Regions from separate parts of the Mus musculus genome. Here region 2 is linked to region 1. A link is a contact called in public Micro-C data. All regions are on one chromosome and are shown on one strand. The core of a region is the stretch at or near the end of the contact, and the rest is flanking DNA. Distances in the headings are between cores, read along the strand shown. Region 1 holds the start of Nrf1 (nuclear respiratory factor 1). Region 2 overlaps Mirc35hg (microRNA cluster 35, host gene).

Region 1 (3,217 bases), core at 463-2,962:
TTAAAAAAATGAAGAAAAGAGTCCATTCAAGTTGAAGTGTGCAGAAGGGGCTGGGGAGAGCAAGTCCAGGGTCTGGGAGCCAGTTCAGAGTCTAAGTGCAGCACCTCCACACGAAAGCAGCCTGGACCAAAGTCAGAAAGAGGCAACAACGCTTTAAAGATGTCATTGGATGGCCAGGCAGAGGGTCCATGTCTTTAATCCCAGAACTTGGAAGGCAAGGACAGGATAAAAATCTCTGAGTTAGAGGCCAGGCCAGTCTGGTCTTTATGGTGAGTTTCAGGCCATCCTGGGCTACATAGTTGAGACCCTATCTCAAAAAAAAAAAAAAAAAAAAAAAAAAATCATTGAGGCAAAGAGGAAAGAGCAGACATTATTCCTACAGGGATGGGTAGTGACAGTGATATCGGTTTGATTTAGAAAACATTAAGGGTGCCAGGCAGTGGTGGCGCACGCCTTTGATCCAAGCACTGGGGAGGCAGAAGCACGCAGATTTCTGAGTTTGAGGCCAGCCTGGTCTACAGAGTTCTTGGACAGCCAAGCCAGGGCTACACAGAGAAACCGTCTCTAAAAACCAAAAAAAAGGAAAAAGAAAAAAAAAGAAAGGAAGGAAGTAAGGAAGGAAGGAAGAGAAAAGAAACCGTTAAGGGAAAAAGGCATTCAGTTAAGCTGGGCAGTGGTGGCACACGCCTTTAATCCCAGCACTGGGGAGGTAGAGGCAGATGATCTCTGGGTTGGAGGTCAGCTTGGTCTGCAGAGTGAGTTCCAGGACAGCCTGGTCTACACAGAGAAATCCTGTCTTGGACTAAAAAAAAAAAAAAAAAAAAACTACATAAGACAAAGGTATCCAATTAAAAAAATGTTTGCTTATTTGTTAAGCTGTTTTCTGACACCATGTGGGGCATTTATCTAGTGCACATTAAATCTCCCAGAAGTGTTAAAAATGCAGATTCTAGGTTTCAGTTGGAGCTGGGACTCCCGGTGGTTCTGATGGGGGCTCCTGATGACATAACAAAAGCAACCCAAACTACCCCATGTCCCCAACCTTTCATTTTCCCACTGTCTGCTCACTTGTTAGGCATACTAGGATACCCTATTGCTTCATCTAAGCGCCGAGAAAGCAAGGGCAAGAACTTACTTTTTTATTTTTATTAAATAGAGCCTTGGTTTGCTAACAGGTGCACTTCGGAGCACCCATAACAGCATCCAGTACGGAAAGGGGCCCTTTAGAAATGTTGGTCTAAGGAACGAGAGAATAAATTACCATATTGCTTTGTACCAAAGTTCCCCGTTTACAGATCTGGTTGGGGCTTTGAAACAGAGAAACAAAGCGCATTTCAGAGAGGGGTCGAGGCGACTACGCAAAGGCGCGCCGAGTAAAATGTGGGGGAGCCGCTTTGGAGCGGAGGTCTCAGTTCCCCGCGCTCGGCTCCGAGCGGAGGGCTCCTTCGGATTAGCAACCATCTTGGGCGGCATGAACCACTTCGCCGCCGCGTCCGCGACTTGCTCAGCCGGTTGCCCTCCTGGTCCGGGCCCCGGCCAGCGCTGCCGAGCCGCACCAGAGGCCGACGAGGCGGCCGGGGGTCTCAGAGAGCGCCGCCGAGAGCCCCCTCCCCGGAGCCGCAGAGCCGTGCTGGCCTCGCCATCATGGCGGTCTCCGGGCGGGGAAGCCGAGCCGTGCGTCGCGTGCGTGCCTCCTCCCTCCCCTCCCCCTCCTCGGCGGCGGCGGCGGCGGCAGAGGCGGCAGCGCTCGCCATTGCCGCTGGTGGCAGGAGGCTGCGAGGAGCCGGCGCGGTCGCAGTCTCCACGGCGCAGGCCCACGGTAGCGCAGCCGCTCTGAGGTGAGTGCCCTACCGCGCAATCTCCAGCTATTTCAGCCCCGGCGCAGCCGCAACACGCCGCCCGCCCGCCGGCCGGCCGGCCCGCCCCGCAGCCGGCACCCTGCCGCCCCCGGCTCGGGGCCTGGGCCCCCGCCGGATTCGGCCTGCCTGGGGCGGGGGGCCCGGGCCCGGGCCCGGCCCAGCCAAACCGCCACCCCGAGGATGCGCAGGCCGCACTAGGCCCCGGGCGTCCTGGCGGGCTCGGTAGGGAGGCGGCTGCCCTCCCGAGAGCCCCAGGGTTCCGGCCTCCCCTACCGCCTCGGGTTCTCCCGGCCGCGGCCTCCTCCGCGCCGTGGAACCCCGGGCCTGGTCTTCCTTCTGCGGGCTCGGGAGCCGGCGGCCCGGGAGAGCGCGCCGGGCCCGGGAGCGGGAGGTGGGTGGGCTGCGCGGGACCGGAGCGGCGGCTCGGCGCTCGCCCCCTCGGCTCTTCCCGGCTCTGGCCCGCCGGTGGCTCGGTGCGGCCGGGCGGGGCGCGGGAGTGGCTGTCTCTGGCGGGAGAGGAGGCTGGTGGTTCGGCCGGGCGACCTCCGAAGCTTCCCTCCCGCCGGGGTGGCGTGGGATGGTTACCCAGGTGGACTGGGGGGCGCTGAATATGGCGCGCTGCCCACCTTCTTGCAAGTTGTGAGGAGGCGCCTAGGCGGCAGTTCGAGGAGGAGGAGGAGGGCGCAAAGTCCTTTTGTACGCAGAAATAAGGAGCGACATTGTGTTTTTCCTCTCCGGCGGAGATACCCACCGAGGGGCCTGGGTTCTTCCTGGGACTGGCGTGGTGGTCTCCGGGGGACAGGAGGGGGAGGTGGCGCACCCCTTAAGAAGGAACGGAGCCTTTGCCTCGGATAAAACAGGGGGTCTGGGGTGGTCTTGTGCTTGATTCTCTCCCACATCTCCCAGGCTTTCGTGGATTCGTGGGTTTGCCATTGCATGTTCTGTAGTGATGTCCACTGTTTCTCACCTGTTGTGTCGTTGCTGCTGGCCCCAAACTTTGTTCGGTGCATCTGACTACCCACCAGAACTTGAAAATGTTAAACATACATTAATGTTGTTAGAGCTTCAAAGGCTATCTGCTCTGACCAGTTGGAGGAGCTGTTAGCAGGTCATCCCCATCTTCCCTGCCATTAAAGTATCTTGTACTGATGATGGCTTATGTTAGAGTTGGTATCGGTTGGGCCGATTTTTTTTTTTTTTTAAGTAGGCAAAGCAAAACTTCCATTTTAGTGTTTAAATCTCCATTTATTGGAGAAAGTTGGTGGGAGTGAACCTGTCAGTTGGGACAGTGCTCTGTAGGAGAATGGGGACAGCTTTTGTCCTTGGAGGAGTGGTCCTTTTTGGTCCTTTTTCCAATC
Region 2 (2,958 bases), core at 221-2,720, 110 kb after region 1:
GGCTTCCTCATCCCATCTGCTACAGTCGGAGGCTTCAGTGAGCTCAGCGGCCAGCTGGGAAGCCTGCCTCGGTCTGTTACGTGCCCACTGTGACCTGATCAGTGGCGACCTGTAGCTCACACCCAGTCCAAACCCAGAAGCAGACAAGTGTCGAGGACAAGAGCACCAGGGAGCACGGAGCTTGATAACCAACTAGAGCCTGTGGGCTCTATCATCAGTAACTCAGGGTGGTCTTTATAACAGCGTGCCCCGTTAGCACCATCCCTCTAAGCTCTTACATTTTACTGACAGGAAGGCTCATCTCACTGGGTACTGTTGAGCACAGTGCTCACTTGTTGGTGCGTGGTAAAGGCATTCACCATCACAACCCAATCTTAGAACAGTTTTATTTTTCCAGGAAGAGGCTACTTTTAAATACTTAAGAAGAATGACTTGAAGCAGGTTCCATAAAAGATGTATACAATGACATTTAAAAGGGTAATACATGAGTGAGAAGCCAGGGTCCAGAGGAGGCCACACATTTGCCAGCTTGGGTCAACCTGGGTGGAATTATGGTCTGGGCAAATAAATGGTGTCACTGGTTCACACAAGACAGGAAACATTGTAACAAAAACCAACCAAACAAAAACTCCTTTGCAAAGATACTCTGAGAAGGGCTAAACTCCCAAGTGCCTGTTCCCAGGTTGTAACTCTAGGGGGGAAGGCTGAAGGGGACAAAGATGGTGAGCCAGGCAGCGGTCCTTCTGAAATGGTTGCCACAAGAAATGATGCAGGGGTTTCCTCCTTTGCCGGGAGATGCGGTGAGGACAAAAATTTCTTCCTGCATCAGAGCCCAGATTCTCAGGAGACACACCAACCTAGAAGCAGGCACTGCAAAACCTGTTCCAGGAAGCCTTGGATACATCTAAGACCCTCAAGAAAGTCAGTGCTGCCGGGCGGTGGTGGCGCACGCCTTTAATCCCAGCACTTGGGAGGCAGAAACAGACGGATTTCTGAGTTCGAGGCCAGCCTGGTCTACAAAGTGAGTTCCAGGACAGCCAAGACTATACAGAGAAACCCTGTCTCGAAAAAACAAAAAAAAAAATAAAAAAATAAAAAAAAAAAAGAAAGTCAGTGCTGCTCTTTCCTTTGGTCTTAGTGAAGCGCTTAAAGATTTTTCCCATCCCTTTCCCTCCCTTGCCAATGCCGGAGGTTCTGGACCAAGACGAGAGCCGTGCATGAGGTTGACGCTCCTTGCACCCAACACTCCAGGACCTGCCGTCCTCGGAGGACACTCAGTGTGATGAACTCTAGTTTGAGTCTGAAGCTCTCAGGTGGACAGACTGGATGGTGGAACATTATTTACAGTTGTGGAATTCACTCCGGAAGTCCTTTAGGAGATAAGAAGAGAGTCAGTCAGGCATAGCAAAGCAGTTCAGTCAAGGAAAACCATCCGCAATTCAAATTCAGATCAAGATGCCTAGAAAGGCACCTCAGGGTAACAAAAGTCTCCTTTCAACACAATTGAGTCTGCTCTCCAGAAAGGACAAGCCCTGCCCTACCCCACCCCATCCTGTGAATGTAAGGGGTACCTGCCGCTCCTCCCCCCAATCTCCACTGACAGTTGGCCTTCCTCTTCTGGTCCTGTGCCCTCCACTGCCCATCAGGACAGGATGTCATAGGGGCTGGGGAGCACATACAGGAGAGTTCTAGGTATGAGCTCTGGCTGGGAAGAGGGAGTCTTAATGGCTGCCTCTACCACCAACCATCCCTGGGCCTGCTAATCTGCCTTTCCAGCCAGACTTTTTATTTCAGGCAACTGTGGCAGAGCCACTGCACAGGGATGCCTGTAATAGAGCTCTCAGAACCCATATCCAGGACAAGCTCCTATCTGGGATGAACCCACTTTCAAATAAAGAATCAGCTCACAGCATCTGCAGTGTGAAAGAAGACACATCCATTCTGTGAGACTCCCTCCTCCCCGCAGTACTTGCACACATTTAGGGGACAAGCTAGCTGGATGGTACCTGGGGCACAGCTGTGGAGCCTGGGAGCTAAGACCCAAACACAGTTCTGATGTCAACAAGTCTCAGCTGATACACTCCCCATTGAGACCAGCAATCCACTGTGGACCCCCCCCCCCCAGCCCGTGGCAAGGCTGAGAGATCAGTCATCCATCTAAAGCCAGGGGCCCAGCCACCAGTAAGGATGACCTGGGGTGCAGAGGGGCGCCTGTAGCCTCCCTTGTTTTAAAGCGATTGTAAAAGACCTCCATTTTCCATCTTTTCTAGTAAGCTTTTCCTGGAGACGGCTGACTTATCTCTAAAGACAAAATACATGACCATTTCCAGGACAGCCCTCGTCACAGACTCAAAAGCTGAGATGTGTGGGTTTTTTTCCCTGTGCTGGAGCTTAAACCCATGACCTCATCTGCCTAGGCAAATTCTACCACAGAGCCACACCTCCAAAGACAGAGGATATTTTTAAACATCTCTTTAAATGTACAATAATTAAGTTAGTAACCCACAACAGTCCCCCAGGTACCCAAACTGCCACTGGTCTGGTCCAAATCTGAAGGTGCCAGGATCTTACCAAGGCACAGGGATGGTCCACCTCCTCTAGTGCTGTCCCACGTGGGTACATGCTCTGCCAAAGTCACCAGGTCTCCTGGAGTCCTTCAGCAGTTCCATCTCTGAATCTCAAGGACTTGCCCTTGTGCGATTGATTTTCTTCTCCGCTAACTGGCCTGCATCTTTGCTCTCAGGTATCAGCTCGCTGGCTGTAACCTAACAGCCTGTGCCATTTCCCACCCTCAGCTGACATTTTAAAAATACCAAACAAAACAAAAAAACAAGGCCTCACTCTATAGTCCAGGCTGCCTGGATCATAAAATCCTCCTGCCTCAGCCTATGGGGTACTAGATTCCAAGTCTGCCAGTGTGCCTGGCTTCTACTGACAGGGTCAGGTTGTCTTATTATA

Evidence for each region. Hi-C and Micro-C count contacts between places; a contact is called where the count stands out from the background.
Region 2: a contact with region 1 is called in a Micro-C map of embryonic stem cells, with 2.3 times the contacts expected there. The contact joins the enhancer-like site here to the promoter of Nrf1 in region 1. A contact is called at or near these places in 4 of 39 promoter capture datasets (cranial neural crest, fetal liver, liver and 1 more), 3 of 484 Hi-C or Micro-C datasets (all in embryonic stem cells), 4 of 115 datasets of contacts at active chromatin or transcription factors (the HPC-7 cell line, embryonic stem cells and neural tube) and 1 of 9 other capture datasets (adipose tissue).

The regions. Positions count from the first base shown.
Region 1 is chr6:30,046,276-30,049,492 of GRCm38.p6, forward strand. It overlaps Nrf1 (nuclear respiratory factor 1), which reads left to right and starts at 1,713. Exons shown (of 12, transcript NM_001164226.1): 1 at 1,713-1,838.
Region 2 is chr6:30,158,256-30,161,213 of GRCm38.p6, forward strand. It overlaps Mirc35hg (microRNA cluster 35, host gene), which reads right to left. Exons shown (of 2, transcript NR_126540.1): 2 at 385-1,370. Among named protein-coding and RNA genes, the nearest start is that of Mir182, 6.3 kb to the right of the region's middle. Within about 2 kb of position 1,471, at least 12 of the 459 cell types and tissues checked have an H3K27ac peak or open chromatin away from gene starts, as enhancers often do. A contact at or near this core is called in embryonic stem cells, where this site is marked.